Linked DNA regions of Rattus norvegicus: region 2 is linked to region 1. The links are chromatin contacts, called in public Hi-C maps. All regions are on one chromosome and are shown on one strand. Each heading gives the region's core, a stretch centred on a gene start, on an enhancer-like site or on the middle of the called end of the contact. The rest is flanking DNA. Distances are from core to core; before and after follow the strand shown.

Region 1 (7,852 bases), core at 1,528-4,027:
TTAGTGACCTGTCTGCTGGCTGTTATTATAGTTAGCATTTAAAAAAAGGGGGGGACTGAATTTTAAAATAGAGCACTTGGCGGGGAGAGTTAATGTGTGCATGTGCGGAAGCCGCTCCCTGCACTCTGCTGTATTCAACAGTCAACACTGCACAAGTGGGTGGGTACACCGTGCTTGGCATGCTGGAGGAGGGAGCGCATGGTGTTACAGAAGGAACACAGTGGTATGGGGGCAGCCGAGTCTGCCTGGCTGAGATCGTGTTGCCAAGGTGTCCAATATCCAACTAAATATACACGGTCCACTTGACTATTCTAACTGGACACATAACAGGACAATGCCCTTGTTCCTCCAGCCACGGTAGGTGTCGACAGGTGGCACACGGAGTCCCCACCACCTTGGTTTCCTGGGGCACAGCTGTCTAGAAGCCTATCTTGCCCCTGGTCATGGAGTAGCCCAGCTTGGCTTCATTGTTAATGAAGGACATCAGCCCCACGTAGGTCTCGATGAGGAGAGGGCGGTCCAGCACCAGCACGTTGTTCGCCTGCCCTGGCAGTGGGCTTTCCTTCTGGGCTTTCTTGACAGCTTGGATTAGGAGAGCCTTGAAGCTTTCCAACTTTAAAGAGAGAATAAACATGGAGTCTTACCCTCAAGCTAAGACAACAGTACTCCACGGGTAAACGAGGCTTCTGAGAAGTTCAAATCCTTCCAAACACCACATACTGATGACACCACTGATGACAGGCTGGGTTCTACAAGCTGTGTCATCAAGTGGCTCATCCTGAGTGAACAGGATGACGGGACCTGCCTCCCTGCCTCAAGTCCAGTCTAGAGGGTACCAGTCTATCTCTAAAGATGCAGTCGAGGGACTTGGCAGCCTGAGGCAAGGTGCTGCCAGCACAGCAGGCGGTAAGTCTTTTCTACAGACACACGTGCTTTGAGGTGGCACGGCACTAAGCACTAACGCGCTAACAGACATGCTGACTGACGGCATCACAGATGGAGGAATTTATTTGGACTATGATGTCACCAAGTGACAGGGCTTTCTCGGACCTACTGTAACCTGTCCAGTGCTCAGTGCCCCTCAGCACCCCTCCCTGGTACTCCAGCAGCCCTCGCCAAGCCTCACCAATCCTGTGTGCAAGCTCACCTCCCAATCCAGACTGAGCATCCTGCAATGGGATGGGGACTCCCTGTTCCTAAACAGCACCACCTAGCTTCCCACTGTGGAGCTGCACTTTTAGGGTTCACACTCTAGGGGCCTATAGCTGTCACTGCTAGGGACCACAGGCCTTGGTCTGCTTACATGGCACAGAGACGCTGTCTTCTCATCCATGCCAGCCATTGGGTGTTCTATGAAGGTGGCATAGGGCATGTTTGTAGACCAGGGGTTCCATCTGTTGATGAAAGAAGGGCGGCTCTGCTTGTCCCACTGAATGCGAACGCCAAAGCCTTCTCGCCTGATGGGGGACGGGGAGAAAGCCTTGCTTACCACAGGAATACAGACGGCATTGCACCAAGTTTCAGGGATTGCCAGGGAAGCTGAGGCTTGGTGTAACAATGTCACACACCTTCGAAGTGTAACAAGTCAATGTCTTGGTGATGCTGAGTCTTGTATACCGCCTATGTAACACAGTTCAACCCGGCCCAATTACAGCCGTGTTTGTTCTCAATGTTACTGAATGGTGCTTAAGTTTGTAGCCATTCGCTTCGTGGAGTCCCTATTCAAATAATTCTTTTATAGCAAGCCAACCAGCCCCTGAAGAGTGGCTGTTAGCAACGGATTTTAAGTACTACTGAGCACATGTCCTGTGTCTCCCTCCTGCTGGAGGTAAAATTCCCAGATTCCCTACACAGCTTTTGACAGTGGGCTCTGCTTCCAAGTATCTTAACGGTATTTAAATGAATGGATTTTAGTGCCTGCAGAGTGGCCAACTGTGCCAGCATCCCTTTCAAGAGGCCACACTGAAATCACCAGCTTCTACTTTAAGGTCCTTTCTACTGGTCCTCCTTGTGACCTTTACCTCACAAGAGAGTGGAACAATACTACTTAAGGATTCGCTGGGGCACCTACTTGTTGAGCGACTTTGGAGGAAACTGGAATTCTCCACAGGAGATGGTGTCTACTGCACTGAGCGCCACCCTGACCACCTGCTGACACTGAAGGCTGATGAAGTCATATTTGCAGATGAGCAAAGACTGGTCGGTGACCAGCACCAGCCGCTCCTTCTCGTTGTTCCAGTGGTCCACCCTGGAGGGAAGAGAGACCGCCCATCACCAAGGGCCCCGACCTCCCGCTTCCGCCCGGTGTCCCCACAGCGCCCTCGCTCTGGCTTACTCGGTCAGCAGCCACACCCCCTGGATCTCGCCGTCCTCCACGGGCCGTACCACGGCGCGGATCTCCTCCACCGCCTGCTCGATAGTGCCGGGTCGGAACACGAAGTACTCCTTGACGCGGGCGCGGCGTGTTGGGTCGTGGACGTTCAGCGGCCACAGAGTCTGGCGCAGCGGCGTGCCCGCCCCCTGCCGTCCGGCGCCCGCATCCTCGCCGGCCGCCAGCACCGCCGTGGGGCTCGTGCCTGCCGAGTCCACTGTGTCCCGCAGCTGTAGCATCACGCCGCCACCGGCCGGCTCCACCGACGGCCGCCGCCCAGCCGTCAGCAGCCGCGCCCCGCCCTCCCTCGTCCGCCTTGTGGTTGGCTGCGCTGCATAAGTCCCGCCTTCTGGACACGCCTCCAGCTCCGTCGGCTGCGTCTCACGATTGGCTTTTCGCCAAGTCATCTTCTGCGATTGGCTCGAGCGTGCTGCCGTTCTTAATTACGGCGGCCCACCCCGGGCCGGAAGCGGCCTCCACGAGCGGAGCCACTTCCTGTTTACAGGAAAGGCTACGAGAAAATGCGGGTCGCGGGTTCCGGACAGATGACGCCTTGGACTCGCGCAGAAGGCGGTGCTTGTGGCGCTCGCGCGAGGGGCGTTGCCCCGACAGTGTGTCCTCGCATTGGCTCGGTGCCTTTCACCTTCTCAGGGGTTATGATGCGCTTCTGGCTGTGGCGCTAGGCGGAGGTGTTCGGCGCACCTGGGAGCTGTGCGTGCCTGGGGTGTGTGGAAGTGTGGGCATGGGCGTGTACGAGTCTGAGGATTGTGGACACCCTGTGTCAGGGCAGCCCAGATAGAGGCTTCTCAAGAGTGCGCAGCATTCCTTGGGTGTGGGCACCGTGGGATGTGGCTTTGTAGGGTTTATGCACACTGTGGAGATACGGGTGTGTAGGTTAGAGATGGATGTCAGACATTTGTTCGTATTGGGCATGAAAACACACAAGTAAGCTACCACATCACTAAAGAGTGCTACTGTGGGGGGATGGGGTGGGGGGGTGGAAGGAAATGTCATTGGATACTCGGGCCCTGCAGCTCCTCCCTGGGACAGAAGCCCTTCCTAGCCCGTTTCCTCCATCCCAGCAGGTTCACAGTGGGATAATGGCTCCATTTAAGTGGATGGTGTATGTAGAGAGTTCATATTGGTCACATCCCCTGGCCTTTTCATGACCCAGGGCACTCCATGTGTCCAGATGCTGGACAGCCTGAACTCAGCTTTCCTTCTAGGAACAGCGCTGACCCCAAGTCATGCTCCATTGCACTGTCTTCAAATCCTCACCCAGGGGGTCACTTCTGGCGTCCCTGTTCCTGTCACGTTCCCTCTTACCCCACCCCCACCCCCAAAACCTTTTGCCTCCAGTATACTGCGTTCAGTTCTGGATTCCTGGTTCAAAACACCTCCCTGGGCAAGACTTGCAGTCCACCAGGGATCTGGGTTTGTTGCCTTCTGTGCTTTGTCACAGTCCTGTGCACACCACACCTGTCATACTGCTCTGTGTGTATCTGTGTGCACAGGTGCATGTGGAAGCTGTACTCGGGAAGGTTTGTGCTTCTACCCCCTTGCTTATGACAGGCATGTTGGACCCTCTAACCGAGGCAGAGTTCCTCCCACTGTTGTACACACTAGGGTTGAGGAAACAGATGAGTGTCTGCAGCCACACAGCCCCCTGAATCTGGAGGGAAACTCATGAAACACTCAGGAAGTCCCTGAAATTGACCAGATGTGAAGCCCAGTCCCTCACAAGGATATATAAACAGAACTGCTGAGGGGAGACACCTACCCACCTGGCTACCTACTCTGAAAGCTCCAGGGCTCCATCTTCTGGAGTCCACACCCACACTAGGATGTGCTTCCGGTGACACAACAGCTTGTGAGTTGCCTTTGCTCTAAGTAACCCCTCACCCATAGTCCTCTAAGCCCAGTAAACCCATTGGTTCACCAAGTTGGACCTTGGTATTCTTACCAAGGTGTCAGCAGGTCACCATCTCAGATGAGTAGACACATCACCCGTCATCAACACAGGACTAGCTAGAACTTTGCACTTCTGGACCGGTGCCTGTGTTCTAGCTCCACCCTGACCCTGGGCCTTGGGCTTCTGGTTAGTTGGAGAGGAGAGAGCCAAGCTACCTCTGCCTCCAGTGCTTTCAGCCACAGTGAACACCGCTCTTTAATGTCCGGGGAGGAGCCGTGGGGCAGCTGCCAACGTGTCCTATGCAAGGCCCGAAAATGGCAACCTTGATCCCAGGGCCACGCACAGTGGGTAGGAAGGGAACCATGTGTGTGTGGATCAGAACCTAGAGCTTTGGGGACCAAGGCCGTGGGATTTAGGGGTAGGCAACCTGAGCCAAGTCTACAGGGAGGGGGCTAAGCAGGGCCTGAGCTTCAGCCCAGCCCCACACTACCCGATGCTGAAGCTTCTGCTAGAGAGACAACAGTGCGCTCGAGCACTCAGACATCGTGACCTAGAGGCGAGGGCTGCAGGTGGTCTTGGGGAAAAGATGGCCCCCTCCGCTTGGGACAAGGTGCACGCAGAGCAAGCAGGCAGGGAGCAGTTTGAAATAGAAGGAAACGAACATCCAGAGACCCTGTCCTCTGGGTTCTGGGAGGAGCTAGAGGCTGTTAAAAATGGTGTAGAAAGGCAGGGATAAGCAGGGGGGGGGGGGGGGGATACTGGTTAGAGACCGTGTGGAGGCCGGTGAGTGTATTTGTGTTTGGGTCATGGTGGCTTCAGACAAGGGATACAAGCAGTAATCCACCACCACCACACATACACATAGCATGCTCCTGCATCAGAGGGGAACGTCCATATTAGTAGGAAAGCCATGTAAGATGTCCCTGAGCTCCTGCTCTCACAGGGGTGCCAGCAGTGTGCCTGGGTTGGTGGAGCTAATGGATTGCTATGACAATATGGCCCCAAAGTCTTTCTAACAGTCACCAAGACATGTGAGACACATCAGTGAATGAGAGCCCAAGATCATTTTGGCTCTGGACCTGTAGTCTGTCCCTTGACAGTTGTGAGGGCTACTCAGCCTGCTGGACCTTTCACAGTGTGGCTTCTCTAGAGAATCCAGCTCACAGCTCGAGGTCTCCAGGATGTTGGTGGGAGCAGCCATGGTGACACGAATCCCCACAGAGGTCCTGAGACCTCTACAGAGAGTGTGCTGGACACCCATAAAGCTGAGAGCTGACAGGGAGGGGCAGATGAATAGATAAATATATATAAGACAATAAACCAGGGATGGAGAGATGGCTCTGCAGTTAAAAACACTGACTGCCCTTCCAAAGGACCGGGGTTCAATCCCCAGCACCCACATGGCAGCTCACAACTGTAAATCCAGGATCCACTTCCCTTACACAGAAAAAAAAAAACACCAACGCACATAAACTAAAAATAACTTCTTCAAAACACAATAAGCAGACGTCGATCTGTGGCATGTATGAATCCTAGGTGTAAGAGATAAACATCACTGTCCATTTTCAGTGTGAGGCATTTAGAGCATTCATAGAATCACAGCAGGTGCTCTGTACCTGTTCAGAGCAGAGGGGACACGCAGCAGCCACAGTACAGCTTAAGATTGGAAAGTCAGGGTGTTCTAAGTCAAAGCCCAAGTGTCAGGAAGGGGAGGAGACTCTCTGGTCCCAGGAGGATGGGGAATTTGTGGTGGGGATCATGCTAGACAAGAGGGAGAGACAACTTTCTGGAGCAGCCTGTGAGGAAAAGGGTCAGGAATCCTTTCAGATTGGGGACTGCCAAAACCATGGCTTCTCAATGACAAATGTGAACACTGGCTATTTTGACCTTTTGTCCACTCTGAAACCTGGCTTCTGCAGAAATGAGAAGTGAAAATGTCTTGTCTCAGGTTTACTACCCTGAGGAGTCTCCAGTATTCTCACTGTGAAGTAAATACCATTATATCTCATGTGGGGCTGCCAGGACAGACCACAAACTGGCTCCCTGGAAGCAATTGAAGCTGAAGAACCACAGTTGTGTGTGTGTGTGTGTGTGTGTGTGTGTGTGTGTGTGTGTGTGGTGTTCTGACACATGAGGGCACAGAACAAACCACAAACTGACCCTCTGGAAGCAACCAAAGCATGCAGAACCACAGCGTGTGTGTGTGGTGTGTGTGTATGTGTGTGTGTGTATGTGTGTGGTGTGGTATGTGTGGTGTGTGTGTGTGGTGTGTGTGTGGTGTGTGTGGTATATGTGTGGTGTGTGTGTGGTGTGTGTGGTGTGTGTGGTATATGTGTGGTGTGTATGGTGCATGTGCGGAGTGTATGGTGTGTGTGTGTATGTGTGGTATGTGTGGTGTATGTGTGGTGTATATGATGTGTGTGTGTGTGGTGTGTGTGATGTGTGTGGTGTGTGTGTATATGTGGTGTGTGTGTGTGGTGCGTGATGTATGTGTGGTGTGTGTGTATGGTGTGTGTGGTGTGTGTGTATAGTGTGTGTGGTGTGTGTGTGTGGTGTGTGTGGTATATGTGTGGTGTGTATGGTGTATGTGCGGAGTGTATGGTGTGTGTGTGTATGTGCGGTATGTGTGGTGTATGTGTGGTGTATATGATGTGTGTGTGTGTGTGTGTGTGGTGGGTGTGGTGTATGTGTGGTGTGTCTGTGGTGTGTGTGTATGTGTGGTGAGTGTGGTGTATGTGTGATGTATATGATGTGTGTGTGTGGTGTGTGTGATGTGTGTGGTGTGTGTGTATATGTGGTGTGTGTGTGTGTGGTGCATGATGTATGTGTGGTGTGTGTGTATGGTGTGTGTGGTGGGTGTGTATAGTGTGTGTGGTGTGTGTGTGTGGTGTGTGTGTATGGTGTGGGTGTGTATGTGGTGTGTGTGTATGGTGTGGGTGTGTGTGGGTGGTGTGTGTGTGTGGTGTGTGTGTGTGGTGTGTGTGTATGGTGTGGGTGTGTGTGTATGGTGTGGGTGTGTGTGTATGGTGTGTGTGTGTGGTGTGTGTGTGTGGTGTGTGTGTATGGTGTGGGTGTGTGTGTATGTGGTGTGTGTATGGTGTGGGTGTGTGTGTATGTGGTGTGTGTGTATGGTGTGTGTGTGTGGTGTGTGTGTGTGGTGTGTGTGTGTCCTTCTGACACCTGAAGGCACATGTCTTCCTTTGCCTTTCCAGCCTCTGCTGTTGCCAGCCATGCTGGATGTCCCTCAGCCTGTGGCTGCCTCTCCCTGTTGACCAACTTTCATCATTCTTGTTTGAAAGGATCCCTGACATTGGCACAGGCCCACCCTAATGGCCTCTTCTTGACCTGACCATGTTCACAGACTGTTTTCCAAAGATGGTGACAGTCACAGATACCGTTGGGACTTGCATCTCTCTAGCAGATGCATATAATTCAGCCGGCAAGGGGGCATTCATGCAGGTGCAAGCGATGAAGCATTTAGATGACCCCCACATGGGCACACAGGTCACAGGTGGGGGCACGCAGCAGGGACTGATGACGATGACTAGGGAATATGGTATTGGAGGCCC
Region 2 (7,852 bases), core at 3,956-6,455, 140 kb after region 1:
CTGCCCAGTCCCCAGGCAGCTCTTCTGATCACTACTGTCTGGAGGGGGCTGGGCTGCATAGCTGTACGCTCTACGCTCAGGGGACCTGAGGCTGACCTGGTTGTTAACCATTCCTACTCCTTCTCCAGCCAGCTCCCTTGTTAATTTCTGCCTCCCCCCACACCCCCGCCGTCCGGTTTTTCAGCTCCATGCTCCTTGAGAGTCTGGCCCCTTTGTGTGGATGACACTTCAGGGCCTTCCCAGGCGCTCTCGTAGCTCAGGGTGGGGGTTGGGTGGGTGGGTAGTGTTCCTTAGGCTTGGCTCTGGCTATCTGGCCACCAGGAGCTACCCTCTAAAGCAAACCCAGGCGTTGTCTCAGGAAGGAGTTGGGGGCGGATTTTTGATGACTTTAAATACTTTTGGAAAATATTTACTTATTTTAGGTGAGTGTGCACACATGTACGCATGCTATGTATACACGTCTGGGCACCACATGCAAGCTCAGTGCCTGCAGAGACCAGAAATGGGGGAGGAGGGGTGGTTAAGAGCCGCTGAAACTGGAGGTAAAGATAGTTGTGAACCACCACGTCTGTGCCAGGAACCAAACCCAGGTCCTTTGCAAGAAGGGGTGACCTTAACTACTGAATCATCTCTCCAGCCCCAGATTTTTTTTTTTTGAATTTTTGAGATAAGGTTTCACTGTGTATCCATCCCTGATTATCCGCCTTCCCCTCCCTCCTGAGTGCTGGGAGTAAAGGTGTGTGCCACCAAGCCTGGCCGGGCGGGGGGGGGGGGTAGATTTTTGACTGTCAGAAGGGGGCTTTCTCTCCTCCTCTCTGGACTGGCGGCTGGGAAGGTTTAGCCTTAAACTTCCCTCTAGAATCTGGAAGCATCCTCTACTCTTCTTGCTGTTGTTAAGGCCTCTTGGTACCCTCCGGACTTCTCTTCCTTGGACGGTGACCTGTCCTCTGTACCCTACCCAGCCTTGTAAATGGGTCCTCCATCTACTGACTGACTGAGGTGCCAGGTAGACTTCTTAGCCAGCATGTCCCTATTTTTTCTGCCCGTGTCTGCATACAGTTTAATTCCCTTCCCTCACCGCACCTCCAAAGGGAGACGACCCTGGGACGGCACCCATGCCAGAAACCTGCCAGACCACTGATCTATTTAAATCCCCAGGCCCTCCTCACCTTATGACGATTTAATTTTGGTTTGGTTGAGACGAGGTCTTGCTAGGTTGCCCAGCTTGGTCTTAAACCCACTCTGTAGCCCAAGCAGCTTTTGAATCTCTGCTCCTCCTGCTTGAACCTCTCAAGTGCTGGGATTCCGGCCCTGCCCACCAGGCCACCGGGCCTGGCTATTTTTCTTTTTTAAAGGCAACCCCTTGCACTGTCCTTCCTTTCTGTAGCACGAATTGATCGACGGCCCCAGTTTCTTACTTACTTTCCCTGTCCACCTTTCTCGCACCCTCGCACCCCTCACTGCACTTCAGTCCAAACATCCTGTTCTTGTTTCACAGGTGCAACACCTCCCGTTAACCGCTCTCTTTTGCACAGTGTTGGCGTCAGCTGGCTACTCCCTGTCTTGCTTTGTCTTGTCTCCCCTTGGCCTTGCTCTCTCAGACATGAAACTTTCAAAAAGCTGCTTTGGCTTCTCCTGCTGCCGATGGGAGGCCCATGGGACCCAAGAGCATAGGCTCTGTCCTTGGGGGTGGGGTGGGGTTGTGTGTGTCATAGACTCCTTGCTCCAGCCCATGCCTCTGAGGGGTAGCCTTTCCTCCAGACTGGCTGGCTTCTTATTCTCGGTTCACCAAGACCCTCGCACACAGGGGCCTCAGATTCTTCTAGTGGGCTCCAGGAAAATACCATCCATGGCTGCCCACCAGTAGCCAGACGTAAGGTCTTGCAGGCTCCTTATGGGCCAGGGGCATGTCTTCTCCCTTTCCAAAGCACCCCAGGCTCAGGGGATAGGGAGCATGGTAGCACCCCCAAAGACACCTTCTACAGAAGCTCTAACTGGGTACCTGGCCACTCCCTCCCTAAGCCTGAGCTTTTGGGAGGCAGGGACAATTTCTTCCATGTACCCCCACAAACACCGGAGTTCAATTCCCGAACAGATGTTGGCACTTTCTGTCCTGGGCCCACCTTGTGTCTCACTGAAGAGGCTCTGGTGCACTGTGAGAACCAACTTGCCCAGAGGTTCTGATCAAAATGAGCAGAAACTGGGTCAGAGCCACTCAGCAGACCCACGTGCCTTAGGAAGGTGACTCCGAGCTGTTTCTCCTCAGAGTGGGCAGGAAATGGACCCATGACTGAGGCCTCAGAACCTATAGCCCAGTGAGATCTTGACAGACAGCTCAGGGGACCGCTGTGGGCGTGGTCCTGGATGGCTCTGTCTCTCTGCACCTGGTCCACTGCCCCCTTCCCCTTTCAGGCAGATCAGCTTCCTATAAATGTTGTGGGTACCTATGCTGCCTTCTAATCCCCTAAGCCTGATTTCTTCCTAGCCTGAGCCTGTTGCAGCTGGTTACAGCTGGTCATAGGAACCCAAACCACCTTGGATCTGAGACTTTAAGCCCTGCTGGAGGCCCCTCCATCACCAGCTCCGAGGCTGGGCAATCTACCTGGCAAGATCAGCCTCAGCCAACCCACAATGATGGCCTTGTGTATGGGTGATCCTTCGTGGCTGAGCAGGAGACTTGGAGTCGCAATTTGTTTGTAACCCACACCAGCTAGCTCCATTTGTCAGGTGTATACTGGGGGCGGGGCGGGGCGGGACGGGGCGGGGGCGGGCGGTAGCGGGGCGGGGCGGGGGCTGAGCTCAGAGGCTCATCTGAGCAGTTTGCCCACCTGGAGTCAACTTGTAACATCTCTGTTGATTACACCCACTGGCAGTCTGAGGCCAGAGGCCAGGATACTGCAGAGCACAAAGCAGCCGGTAACAGTCAAGTGGAACAAATGCTCCCGGAGCTGAAGTGGGGAAAACCCGATCATAGCTAGCCACTCTTCGCCTAGCTGGCGCATCCAGTCTTAGCCCAAGATACCCACCTATCATCCCCTGCATGTTCCATAAAGCCCAAGTAGCCTAAGCTCAGGGCAGGCTTCCTGACTCTGGGGCAGCAGAGTCTTGACCTGATAGGAGCCTACGGCCAGGGCCTCCGCTGCCCAGCTCACCAGCTTGAAAAAAAAGCGGGCCCACAAAAGGTGCCCTCTAGCCAGCTGTGTCTTCAGCCCCTCCCCAAACTTCTCCCACAGGCAGTTAGAAGCCCGAGGAGGGTATTAGAGGAGGGAATGTAACCTGCCTGGGTCAAGCCCCAGCCGGTGAGAGCACAAGGGGAGGAGCCAAGCTCTGAGGCCCTATCTTGACCTAGATGGTTGTCCTCAAACCAGGAACTGGATGTGGATGACAGGATTCTGGACTCAGGATGCTGGGAGTGGGGGAGGGGGTGTGTGGGGGCAGTCACCTGAGCAAGATGCCACAGAGATCGAAAGAACTCAGGCAATGGCAGATGGATCTGGAAACCAAAACTAAAACCAAACCAAAACCTCCAGACCAGGTGGTCAAACAGAAACGCAGCTACCACCTTCCATGTAGCATACCTAGGTGGCTACAGTCTGTCTGCAACTGTCTCACCTCTGGACTCAGTTTCTTTACATGGGGGGTGAAGAGTAACTGCCCTGTGGGAAGTATAACACTGAATACTCATCCTGGAATAACCCTAACAAGTTTCTTGCTACTGGGCTGGAGAGATGGCTCAACAGAGAAGAGCACCAGCTGCTCGTGCAGAGGACCTGGGTTCAAGTCCCAGCACCCGCATGCTTAGCTTATAACTCATCCTAACCCCAGGGGGATCCAATGACCTCTTAAGACTTCCATGGGCACACCCATGGTGCACATACATATGTGCACAACACTTAAACACATAAAATGAATACATCTTTAAAAAAAAAAAAAAACCAGGGCTGAAGAGATGGCTCAGCAGTTAAGAGCACTGGCTGCTCTTCCAGAGGTTCTGAGTTCAATTCCCAGCAACCACATGGTGGCTCACAACCATCTGTAATGGGATCTGATGCCCTCTTCTGGTGTGTCTGAAGACAGCGACATACAATGTACTCAGATACATAAATCTTTAAAAAACAAAACAAAACAACAACAAAAAACCCAACCAACCAACCAGGGTTTTCTGGCTTTAGGTGCTTGGAGAAGGGCATGTCAGGGAGCATCTACCTAGCTCTCTCCATTTTTTGTTCTCTGGCTGGCTGAGTTCTTACTTTTTCAAAGAAGCCCTAAGACCCTTCCCTCTACCAGGCGTTCTGTGAGCCTATGGGAACAAAACAGCGGCACGTTCAACTAACGAATTCGATGGATAAACCGAGGCCCCGAGGCCCACCCAAGGCCCACCACCGGAGGCTGAAGCTGCTTGTCTGAATTCACAAATAGCAACTTTCAAGCCGGGTGCCCACACACCTGAATAGGAAGTCAATGCTATCAGGGCAAACCAGCATATAGTCACGAATGGCCCCACACGGTAGCTGGGACCCTGCGGCTGGTCACTCAAGTGACAAACGGAAGCATCCACTTAGGGGCCACCAGCTCCTGTCTGGGCTCCAGGCGTGATGTGAAGGGCGCTAAGATCTCATCTCGGCGGCTACCAACTCAGATCCCGGCTCATGCCAGGGTTCATCTTTCTTGCTCAACCTCAAAATAGATCTCTGCTCCTGATTTACAGATATGGGGACCAAGGTAGGGGGTTGGGGACAGGTGCCCACCACGGACCAGTCTGTAAGTGACACCCGCTGCTTTCCGGGGAAGCCCTCTCCCACTGGAAGGCACTGTGGAATCTGGCTAGAGGACTAGCCACCAAGGTGGGGAAAGGGCAAGAGGGGGTCAGACCCCTCCTGTTTGGAGCCCATCTAAACAGATCGTCTTTCTAGCTCCCGGAAGAGTCACTTCCACGCCCCCCAGGACTTCCCAGGATTCTCTGCGTTCTAGCGTCTAACCAGGTCCGCTGCGAAGTGTCCCTTGGACCGTGGCTCAGGCAGCTAGGCTCCAGATCCCCGGCTTGCAGCCCCAGCGAGAGGGCGGGGCGCGACGCTGTCCCCGAGGTCGGGAGGAGCTGGAACGGAGAGGGAGAGTGGAGCAGAGGTGCTCCGGGCGCCCCAGGTGGTCTTCCCCTCGACTGACTCTCGGTCCCCAGGCTCACCTGTGCGCGCCGCGGAAGGGCGGCCGGGAGGGTGCAGCCTGTAGTGCTGCTGGGTCCCTGCGTCCCGGGGCCAGCCGGTCCCGCCCTCTCTACTTCCTGCGCGGCAGGCTGGCGGGCGAGCCGGCGAGCGAGCGAACTGGCGGGCGGAGCCGCAGCCAGGTGGGTTCCGCTGGTGGCTGCTCCGCACCTGCAGCACCGCCGCCGCCTCACCTGGCCGCGCCAGCTGCGTCACTGCACTACCTGGGTCCGCCTGCGTTCACGTGACCCCTCTGGCGGTTCAGGCCGGAGTCCGCCCTCGGGTACTGTCTACCCTCCTCCCTCTGGCTTCTTCGCCCGTTTCCTTCCTGCGCCTCTCTCCCAGCTCAGACGCCTCCTCCAGGAAGCCTTCGGAGAAATCCCAGGCCTGCGGGAACCTGTTTGTTGAAAGAAGGCCCCACCCACTGCATTCTTTGCTCCCGGCTGCTTCAGGGCAGCTCTGGCCAGGATCTTCCAGAACACCCTTCGTGGTCTACCCTATCCACCACTACCACCCCATTTTACAGAGAACTCTGACGGCTGGAAATTCTGCTAGCCACACGGATCCAGCCGTGATTCTCCTGAGCTCAGGAAATTGGATACCAAGTCTTTGTAGTGTCCTCAAGAATGAGAGCGTAGGGGTTGGGGATTTAGCTCCGTGGTAGAGCGCTTGCCTAGCAAGCGCAAGGCCCTGGGTTCGGTCCCCAGCTCCGAAAAAAGAAAAGAAAAGAAAGAAAAAAAAAAAAAAGAATGAGGACATAACAACGTCCCCCGTGTGGACTTTAGGGGTCCGGCTCCTTGTGTGGGAGAAGATGGGGCCTGCACCATTACCCTCCAAAGTGGCATCAAACCTGAGCTCCCAAGGGTGGCTCAGATCAAGGGAGAGAGGAGTTGGGCAGGCAAGAGTCACAGTGAGTGCAAGGGCCAAGAATCATGTGTGTGTGTGGGGGGGGGGGGTGAGGTGGGGAACAGAGCACAGAGCAGGGTGGGGTGGAGGCAGAGGGTGGGAGCGTCCAGCTCCCATCCCAGAGCTGGGTCCTTTTAGAGGCAGGATGATCAGGACTGAAATGACCCGACCCTTGATCATCCTGCCTCTGCCGGGTATGGTCAGTCAGACTCACCCTCCCCAGGCTGTTCGAGGTTCCCGAGAGAGCCGGGGTTAAAGGCAGACACCATTACAACTGGCATTTTATTTTGGTTTGATATCTGCAAGACACCTCAGAGCATGGCCATCAGAGCAGAACCTCAACCATGCTGGAACAAGAGGAGAAAACGGCGAGAAGCTTGTCCATGGAGACCTTATCTGTTAATACAGCCACCTCTTACTGTGGCTCCCTCAGGCAGAGCCCTGGGCTGTGTATGACAGGGACACAGTGGATGTCTGGTGACCTGGCTGTAACCTGAGGTCCTGAGACACAGTCAGTACTAGTCCCTGTCCTGACTCATCTCTGTCATCTGTTTTTCAGGAAAGACCTGTGACCTCACACATCGGTCCTCTGACAGGTGGTGCCGGGGACTCTGGGTTGGCATTTTATTGGCCAACAGTGTGGGGAGTATGCCCTGCTCACACTCCTGCCTAGCTACTACCTGTGCCCTGGTCTTCCTATGCCCTCAGCCTCCGACCTCAGCTCTGAAGCTGGGTGGTTTGCTTGTGCCATCCTCTGCTCTTTCCGGTGTGATATCACCCGGGCAGGGCATGAGTTGGCCACAGGGCCAGGCCCAAACGGGTGTCAGTCACACTGGAGGAAGAACTCCCCTGGTCTCAGGTGGTACATTGCTAGACGGCTCCTGGGAAAAGCGGCTCGTTGCTGACCCCTCGAGGCCATTATGTGGTACTGCACCCACCAAACTCATCCTCCCCAGCAAGATCTCGCAGGTCAGCTCTTGCTTGGCACTGTTTCATCGCTGCCCCCTTAGTATCTGACTCCTAAAGAGTTAAAAGATGGCAGTTAACGTCAGGGAAAAATGCAGACTCTGCAGGCAGAATCAGCAGATGAAAAACACCCCCCCCTTTTTTTCTAGCGGCAGGATCTCATTGTGTAGTCCAGGCTGACCTGGAATCATTGTGCACATCAATCTGGCTCAAACTCATAGAGATCTGGCTGCTTCTAACTCGAAAGTGCTGGGACCAAAGGTGTTCAGCGCCACGCCTGACAGAAATGCGCATAGCAAGGCATGCACTGAGAAAGATCCCCAGAAAAACAGACCAGGGCTGGGAGCTGGGGGCTGGAGGCGGGGGAGGGTGACGGGGGTGGGGGGGGACGCACAATGACGACGACGACGACGACTCAGAAGTTGAAGTCTAGCCTTCTCCTGGAGGACTGTGGTGTTTTAAGGATATTAGGCTGGAATTGAGGTCACCTTTCTCTCTTTAGGAAAAGACTTGCATGCCTTTGTCTCAGGTCAGGAGGGCAAGGAAGAAGCCTGAAACTATCCCTGCATGTGCGTCTGGGGCCCAGGTGTGTGTGCACGCACACATCTGTGTTAGCATTCCTTCTAGGCTCTGCCCCACAGTTACCTGGCAATAGCCAGGTGTGCCTATCCCTCTCAGTCTGTCTGTCTGTCAGGCGTGTGTGCGTGCACGTGTGTCTGAGCCCAGTTGTGTGTGTCTATGTGTGTCATCTGTGTGTCTGTCTGTATATATGTATATGTTTG

The links. Hi-C and Micro-C count contacts between places; a contact is called where the count stands out from the background.
Region 2: a contact with region 1 is called in a Hi-C map of prefrontal cortex, with 4 times the contacts expected there. The contact joins the promoter of Arhgef16 here to the promoter of Tprg1l in region 1. A contact is called at or near these places in 4 of 12 Hi-C or Micro-C datasets (the A7r5 cell line, Schwann cells, mammary epithelial cells and 1 more).

Annotation. Positions count from the first base shown.
Region 1 is chr5:170,005,007-170,012,858 of GRCr8, forward strand. Tprg1l (tumor protein p63 regulated 1-like) reads right to left here and starts at 2,778. Exons shown (of 4, transcript NM_001110318.2): 1 at 2,336-2,778; 2 at 2,072-2,248; 3 at 1,304-1,457; 4 at 1-613. The coding sequence starts at 2,610. The coding sequence ends at 419.
Region 2 is chr5:170,143,419-170,151,270 of GRCr8, forward strand. Arhgef16 (Rho guanine nucleotide exchange factor 16) reads right to left here and starts at 5,206. Exons shown (of 16, transcript NM_001127591.1): 1 at 5,183-5,206.